Linked DNA regions of Danio rerio: all the other regions are linked to region 2. The links are chromatin contacts, called in public HiCAR-type and Micro-C maps. All regions are on one chromosome and are shown on one strand. Each heading gives the region's core, a stretch centred on a gene start, on an enhancer-like site or on the middle of the called end of the contact. The rest is flanking DNA. Distances are from core to core; before and after follow the strand shown. Region 1 holds the start of bccip (BRCA2 and CDKN1A interacting protein). Region 2 holds the start of LOC562542. Region 3 holds the start of trim65 (tripartite motif containing 65).

Region 1 (3,024 bases), core at 489-2,988, 300 kb before region 2:
GGTACTTCAGCTTGCTGGAGCAAAACACACACATAAACTATAATACAGCAATATCAGAGCAGAACTACAGATGTTCATTATTACTGTTAGTGAATATTATACAAATGAGTTTTAAATATATTAAACATTTACAGTAGAGCTGCACGGTATATTGCTCAACATCAATATTCAGTGTTGCCAGATTGGGCGGTTTTGAAAACTGCTATTTAGAAATAATTTATTAGTTTAGAATATGTGAAATGATTCTGTAGGGAAGTGAATTATCCATAAAAATGTCAAAAAATAAATTAAAAGTAAAAATAAAAGTGAAATAAACTGTTTTAGGGATTTCAGGGAGTGTTCAGGTTCATAATTTCAATAATCAAATGTTACAAATGCTAAATTTTCTTTGCCTGAATACTTTGAACACTGTCAGGCCCAGGGGCGGACTGGCCATCTGGCAATTCTGGCAAATGCCAGAAGGGCTGGACCAATTTTTAAATGTGGGTCGTTCAGTTTTTATTTAAATGTATTGTTTTTACGTGGAGGCAGCTTTTATCTCTTGCTAGATGTGATATTATGATGATGATGTTAATAATTATAATAATAATAAATGTTAAGCATTTGGACCAATTATGACGGCCGCCTGATTTCAAGATGGGCTGACCCAATCCGAGGTTACCCGGACGCAATCAAAATATGGCAAGAATGTCATTATTTCACCATCTGTACATCAAAATAAATAGTGAATGTGCGTGTCCGTGGGTGGGGCTATGCTGGTGTGGTAATGTGGGCTGATGTGGCTACAGTGCCAGGGCTGAATTTTTGTCCCAGTCCGCCCCTGGTCAGGCCTTAAAAACAGATGCAAATAGTAAACCTTTACTACATTATAGTGAACATGCTTGTTAAAAAATGTATGTAGTGAATATACAAAGTACATATTTTCTCTAGTAAGATGTATTATTTGTGTTTATATAAATATGTTTGATCATTTTAATCCCTTTTTCCCCATTTACAACTTCTGTTTGTTCCATTACTATTTTATTTTTCCGTTATTTACATTATTGTACCTACTTCTTTTCTTTTTGGCTCTTAATTTAAAAAGTACGCTACATGGACATAAAATAAATCTAAACTGAATGAAATACACAGTTATGACCAGTAAAATTTAAGCTATTTTGGGGGGTAAATGAAAGTGTATTACCCTGATGACACTGCCGATGTGGTTCTGCTGGATGATGATGTCAGTGAGGTCAGAAGTGTTCACGTGACACTTCAGAAACAGCTGCAAAACAACAACACACATTTATGTCTGCATTCATAAATTAACACTCATATAATCACCACATAATCTGCAATAAACCGACGTTACCTGTTGAAGAAGGGTTTTGATGCCGTGAAAGTCGTTGTCAGAGATCGTGTGTGCTTCGAAGTCCACAATAACCTCCTAAATGCAGACCAAAACACGTGTGTTGGTCATAAAACAACGTGTTTTTCAGACAGAGCCAGCATGGCCTGCACATCACGACATTTCTGCTCGCAAAAACAGTTCGGATAGGAACTTACCTCGTTTACTTCTTCTTCTGAATTTTCGCTGTCGTCGTCGCCAGAGTCTTCCAGACCCTCGTCCGAGCTTTCGTCGCTGTCTTGTGGATTTTGTCCAGTTTCAACAGCACGCCTTTTGGCAGATGAAGCCATGCTGCTTCACTAGTGTACAGGAAACAGACACGAGCTCGCGCACGGCGACGTTTTGTGTCGTCTACATGCTAGGAAACTGAGGAGTCTAATCGGACATTTTGGCTCATTGTAGACACAAAGTCGCGGGCGCAAACACGCCATACTCAAGATCCAAAATGGCGTCTTTTCCAGCTCACGATCTTAAGAAGCAGAAGATACCATATTTTTTTACAGAGGGGTGCTGCATGAAAATGATTTATTACTTTTGAATAAACAATTGTATTGATTTAAGTGCCAGATAGTAATTTTGGTTAATAAAGAAAGATAAATATTGTCGTGATGTTGGAGTTACTTCAGAAATGAATTATATATTACGTAATTTTCAAAACAAACGTCGATGGTACCTGTTAGAACAAACCTTCGATGAAATAAATAAGTTTCTCTCTTACTTAAGTTTTTGTCTTACAAGTCAAGATAATATATTCCACTAGTAACTTTAATGCGTCTACCTATTAGTCTATTCGTTATCGGCCTATCTGTCCATTCATTCATTCATTCATTCATTCATTCATTCATTCATTCATTCATTCATTCATTCATTCATTCATTCGTTCGTTCGTTCGTTCGTTCGTTCGTTCGTTCGTTCATTCATTCATTCATTCATTCATTCATTCATCCATTTCTTGCCTGGTGAAAGGGGTGGTTCTTTTTTTCTTTTTTTTGCAGTTATACGCCTCAGTTTCTATTTAACTATAAGATTTAAATACTGCATTTTAGTGATTTTTTTTTTGTTGTTGTTGCTGGATTAGCTAGTCAGATGTCATCATAACCACACTTTTTGATGTACAAAAAATATTTCATAAAAACTTGCTATAAAGAAAAAATAAAACAAGACTAATTATTAAAATACAAATTTATTACATCATATATCATTAGAAAAAAATAGCAATCTGTTAAAGTTTTAAAGTAAAAAAAAACTGCAGCCTACTGTCATTTATTAGACAAAAACAAACTGGCCAGCACATTTAACTTTTCTGTCACAATTTGGCCATTTCAATAAAAAAAAATTAAACATAATAATAATAAAAATAATAATAATAATAATAAAAATAATAATACAATAATAATGAATTCTTTCCCAGAGATGGGTTGCGGCTGGAAGGGCATCCGCTGTGTAAAACCTTGCTGGATAAGTTGGCGGTTCACTCCGCTGTGGCGATCCCGGATTAATAAAGGGACTAAGCCGACAAGAAAATGAATGAATGAATGAATAATATACTTTTTACCAGTTTATATTTGGCAACATTTTAGTTTAGGTCACAATTCACAGTATTAAAAAACACTGAAACTAACACTACTAGCTTAATA
Region 2 (3,010 bases), core at 312-2,811:
TTTTTCGAAATATCTTCTTTTGTGTTTAGCATAAGAATCTGTGTGAAAGAAGAAAAATGTTAAAAACTTGTAACCATTGACTTCCAGAGTAGGAAAAACAAATATTATGAAGGTAAATGGTCACAGGTTTTACTCATTTTTCTAAATATCTTGTTTTTATTCAGCATAAGAAAACTGTACAAAAGAAGATATTTTGAAGAATTTGACCCATCACCATTGATATCCACAGTAAGAAAAACAAATCTTATAAAGGCGTTTTTTTACAGGTTTCTATCATTTTTTTTAAAAATATCTTCTTTTTTCTTCAAAAAAAAAAAAAAAAAAAAAAAGAATACATTTTGCAAAATTATAGAGTCCTGTAACCATTGACTTCCACAGTAGGAAAGAAAATACTATATTTACAGGTTTCTAACATTTGTCAAAATATCTTCTTTTTTCTTCAACATAAGAAAGAAATATTTGAAGAAAGAAGATATTTAAAATATATATGACCTGTCACTATTGACTTCCACAGTAAGGAAACCTGTAATTATTGACTTTCACAGTAGACAAAACAAATATTATGAATTGCAATGGTTACAAGTTATAATGCGCATTTTTCTAAATATCTTGTTTCGTCTCAACAGAAGAAAGAAACTGAAACAGGTTTGCGACAAGTGAATGATTAGCAAATTATGATGACAGCATTTTCCATTCGGGTGACCTATCTCTTCAATCGTATTAAAAATCGAGAGTTTACAATACAGTAAGCCGCACATTCATTTAGAAGCGTTGAAATGACTCATATGTGACAGATACAACCGCAAACCACAAGATGAATAATAAAGAAAGCAAAACACTCATTCATAAAATAATGAAACGTATTTTCCACATGTTGTACACAAGTTTGAGGTGAAGTCGGTTTATATTTGCACATTCAGACTTTTTCCTTAATAGTAAAGTATTCTTTGTAAATTCTAAATTATATCTCAAAGTTTACATACAATTAAGATAAAAAGTGCTAATGTTGTTTTTAAGTCATGCGATTTCAGACATATCTAATATAGCGTGGTAAACAATATAGGAAACATTAAAATGAAGGAATGAGCTAAAATAAAATCTAATTTACCTCAATGTAAATGAAGAAACGCTATAAATTAAATACTCTACAACATCAGACGAATAATGTCTATAATAAACGGCGTTTTATCAGTAAAATGCTTAAAACACGCATGCAATGGCTTATATTGATGTAAAATGTCATGCATTCTTAGTAAATACCGTACAGGCGTAAACAGCAGAGTTGCCACGTAAAGATTTTTCACCATCTGGATTTTGTACTCACCTACAGTCTCTGCGTCTTTACAGTCCTGAGTTCATTCCAGATTGACTCTCCAGAGATAATCCACAAGGTTATAACTACAGACTTTCACTTTCAGATCATATCATACGTCACATGTCATTGGATTTTTTTAGTCGGCCTAATATTTCTTTTATAGGCGAATAGTATTAAAGTAGTAGTAAAATAGTATAACACTGCTCTTACAAAAATAGACTGGACTCCCGTGTAAAACTACACGGGACTTCGTAGTGTGTGACTCGGTCAATGCACTCCAGTAATGGAGAAACTCTTGTCCACGACATGCGAATGAAGAAAGTGAGCATTTGGTGAACACTGAACAGACGCAAGAGGGGTCAAACATTTATTTGACAGCATGACACGCTCTCTGCTGGCAGAAGAATGCAATGCAATTATTGCATAATCCTTTATTTCGCAAAACATGAAGGAATAGTCCAGACGATTTTTAAGAAAATAATTATCTTCTTTTTTGTTCAACATAAGAAACTGTACGAAAGAAGATATTTTGAAAAATGTAAGAAAATTGCAAACATTGATTTCCACGGTAGAAAAAGACAAATAGTATGTAGGCCAATTTTACAGGTTTCTAGCATTTTGTTCAACATAAGAAAAAAACTCTACAAAAGAGGATATAAAAAAAATGTTAGAAACCTGTAACTATTGACTTTCACAGTAGGGATGGAGGTCAATGGTTACAGGTTTTCTGCATTTTTCTAAATATCTTCTTTTATGTTCAGCATAAGAAAGAAACTGTATGAAAGAAGGTATTTTGAAAAATGTTAGAAATCTGTAACCATTGACTTCCACAGTAGGAAAAACAAATAATATGGGGGTCAATGGTTACAGGTTTTAAACATTTTTCTAAATATCTTGTTTTTTATTCAGCATAAGAAAGAAACTGTGCAAAAGAAGATATTTTGAAAAAAAATTTGAAACCTGTAACCATTGACTTCCACAGTAGAAATGGAGGTCAGTGGTGACAGGTTCTACACAATTATTGCATAATTCTTTATTTCGCAAAACATGAAGGAATAGTTCAGAAGCTCTTTAAGAAACATGTTTGAGTTTCTTTCTTTTAATGAAGGCACTAAAGAAGGTATTTTAAAGAAAACTGGAAACCTGTAACTATTGACTTGAATAGCTTTAGTTTTTCCTACTAAGTCAGTGGTTAGAAGTTTTCAGATTTCTTCAAAAAGTCTTTTGTGTTTAATAGAAAAAGAAACTCATTGGGACAAGTAAAGGGTGAGTAAATGGTGAGTTAATTGGCATTAATGGTTGAACTGTCCTTTTAGCTTAACTTTCCCTTACAAAAAATAAAATAACTACATAAACTGCAGTATACTGTAGTCAACTATTTATATTAGATTATTAGATTACCATGAAGCACTGTAAACTATCTGTGAATTGGCAGCTTTTGTATTTTGTTTTTATTTTTGCACATTTATTTCTACTGTTGAATTGCATTATAGGATCTTGATCTTTCTTCCAACAACTTTTAACCTTGTAAAGCAAAAAAAAAAAAAAAGAAACAATTATAAACATGTTTATTAGTTTGCAGTGCTATATTGTCTGGCTTGGTTTGTATGTTACACTACAACAACCTTGTAATAAACTGCCAGTACATTTTTTTTATTATTTTACAGACTTCTATTTGTGATGTCCTCTACATTA
Region 3 (2,791 bases), core at 198-2,697, 260 kb before region 2:
TGCCGTCAAGTCAGCCACCTTTTGTTTTGCAATAAAATACCTGCACTTTTCCATACTGCTATATTTTACTGATAAATATTTTAACATTTTTAAAATATTTAAATTGGGCCACGTGGTGGCGCAGTGGGTAGCGCTATAAGAAGGTTGCTGGTTCGAGCCTCAACTAGGTCAGTTGGCATTTCCGTTTGGAGTTTGTATGTTCTCCCCATGTTGGTGTGGGTTTCCTCCGGGTGCTCCAGTTTCCCCCACAAGTCCAAAGACATGCGTTATAGGCGAATTGGGTAAGCTACAGAATTGTCCGTAGTGTATGAGTATGTGAATGAGTATGTATGGATGTTTCCCAGTGATAGGTTGCAGATGGAAGGGCATCCACTGCGTGAAACATATGCTGGATAAGTTGGTGGTTCATTCTGCTGTGGCAACCCCAGATTAATAAAGGGATGAAGCCGGAAAGAAAATGAATGAATGAATGAAAATATGTACATTTTTGATTGACAGACATTATTTTTAAACCTATTATTAAAAATATGTGGCTAATAAGTATGATTATTTTTTGGGTGTGGAGTCTGTGAAAATTTTGGCAGGGCAAGTAAAAATCTGAACCACTGGTCCAATCGGGCCAGTAGAAAATATCCTTAGCGTTTAACCCTGGACAGACAATACAGATTGATAGACAGACAGCTACATAAATACTATACATCAACAAATAAACAGACAGATAAACAAATAGACTGATGGATACACAGGTGTTTAGATATACAGATAGATAGAAATAGTTATAGAGTATAGATACATAATCAGAAAGACAAACAAATAGATTAAATATAGACATTAACTTATTGATAGATAGACAGACAGACCGAAATCGTAGCCAGATACTAAATAGAAGAACAAACAAATGGATTAAATATACAGACATTAACTTACAGATAGATAGATAGATAGATAGATATTATAGCTAGCTAGACAGACAAATATATAAATTGATAGAAACATAAATAGAAAGACAAACAAATGGATTAAATACACAGACATGTTACATATATACAGACAGATAGATATATATTTGAGCATGTATGTCATATTTCTTGAATTAAGTCTGTTTAATTTCAACTGCTATCTACATTTAGACAATTACATGAGCAAATAAAATACATTCGACTTAGGAATTAAAGCCAAAAGCTAATTCAGTGAATTCATAACATCGATAATCAGTAAATAAACAAACTCCACCTGACCCCACATCGACGCTACATAAGACCGATTTTTAAAGCTAGACATTAATCATTAATATATAAAACTCCTTTTTAATTAAACCCACATGAACATTTACTCATCGGTTGTGCAGAAATGTGAAATAATCCCGATTCCTGAGCGTTATTGGGTTTCTCGGGTTTCTCTCATGGGTGAAACTCGTCGCCTTTTTCCATACGCAGGCGCGCATTGACGTGGTGACGCGTACGCACACTTGTTTTCTGACGTCACTGAGCGTCGCCGGTTCGGTTCATCATGGCGGCGCGCGGATTGTCGTGCGTCCTGCTGCGGGCGGCGGTGGATGCGGGACTGAAACGGCACTCCCGGGGCCTCCGGTCCACCGGTGAGCGATAATGAACGGAGATTTAATTTATTGAGCAGCTAATTAGTAAAATAATTAGTTAAGCCGCAGCTGATTGTGCACGCGCGCGTGTCTGCTGTTATGAATGACCTTTACCTGTTTAGACACACTCTGATTTCATCATTTAACCGATAATTTATTTATTAGTATCTATTTTCATTAATTTTCGTGTGTCTATAAGCTTTTTGAGCCGCTGCATATCTCACATTTGGTCTAAAAATTAATGTTATATGATTATTGTGGCATTTTTATTACAACGTTATAACATTTATGGCAGTTTAATATTTATAGCAAAATATTATTACAATATTTGTAATATCTTATTATATTATATATTTGAGTTTTATATTGATACATTTCTGATAATAATATTATAATGCTGATAATTTTATTTGTATTACATCGTTTTAATATTGTTACGACTTTGTATTATTATAGTTGTTTATTTGATATTTATAATGAAATATTATTACAGTATATTTAATATTATATATTAAGCTTTTATATTGATACTTTTACAATAATATTGCTATATTTGTCTGTATATTGGTTTTTATTATGCAACATTAATGGGACTTTACACAATTACACAAAATTTTTTTTTTGCTGTTTCTTATATTTGTATAGCAACATTATTATAGCATTGCATTATTTTGCATTTAACATTTCTAAAAATGTAATGTTATTAATAAAGTAAAAGATGAATGTTTTATTACCTTATTCAAAATAATTGTTATTGTTATGTATTTACACAAAATATTAATATATTTGTTTTAATATATTTTTATTATAATTTGTTTAAATATATTTTTTATTATAACAATTTTTTTTCTACAACAAATATGTATTTTTATTTAAATTATTATTATTATTATTATTATTAAGTCTTATTTCTTTTATGTTAAAACTAAATGCTGTGTTGACTTTCCTGCAGCTGTCCTAAGTCGGCGGGCGGCTCCTCTGGGTCCGATGCCCAATGAGGACATCAAAAGCACTCAGCTGGACTCTCTGGAGAAATATCGCAGCTACACTCGATATATACGGGCAGCAGAAGAGGCCGACCTGAAAGATGTTTGGTGGAAAACCTACAGGAAACACACACAGGACCAGACCAAACAAGGTACAGATGAAGGGAGAATTATTCGCCCTTCTGTTAAATGATCATTCTTTCATATT

What was found. Hi-C and Micro-C count contacts between places; a contact is called where the count stands out from the background. HiCAR-type assays count read pairs that join an accessible place to other places.
Region 1: a Micro-C map of caudal fin shows a contact between it and region 2, with 8 times the contacts expected there. The contact joins the promoter of bccip here to the promoter of LOC562542 in region 2. A contact is called at or near these places in 2 of 18 Hi-C or Micro-C datasets (caudal fin and hematopoietic stem cells) and 2 of 4 datasets of contacts at active chromatin or transcription factors (caudal fin and embryo).
Region 3: a contact with region 2 is called in a HiCAR-type map of caudal fin, with 8 times the contacts expected there. The contact joins the promoter of trim65 here to the promoter of LOC562542 in region 2. A contact is called at or near these places in 1 of 18 Hi-C or Micro-C datasets (caudal fin) and 1 of 4 datasets of contacts at active chromatin or transcription factors (caudal fin).

What each region holds. Positions count from the first base shown.
Region 1 is chr12:47,450,045-47,453,068 of GRCz12tu, forward strand. bccip (BRCA2 and CDKN1A interacting protein) reads right to left here and starts at 1,739. Exons shown (of 7, transcript NM_001013475.2): 1 at 1,546-1,739; 2 at 1,352-1,426; 3 at 1,184-1,264; 4 at 1-14. The coding sequence starts at 1,677.
Region 2 is chr12:47,752,648-47,755,657 of GRCz12tu, forward strand. It overlaps LOC562542, which reads right to left and starts at 1,562. Exons shown (of 5, transcript NM_001327878.1): 1 at 1,325-1,562.
Region 3 is chr12:47,492,259-47,495,049 of GRCz12tu, forward strand. It overlaps trim65 (tripartite motif containing 65), which reads right to left and starts at 1,448. Exons shown (of 8, transcript XM_001920366.7): 1 at 1,322-1,448. mrpl38 (mitochondrial ribosomal protein L38) reads left to right here and starts at 1,512. Exons shown (of 9, transcript NM_212945.1): 1 at 1,512-1,597; 2 at 2,550-2,735. The coding sequence starts at 2,585.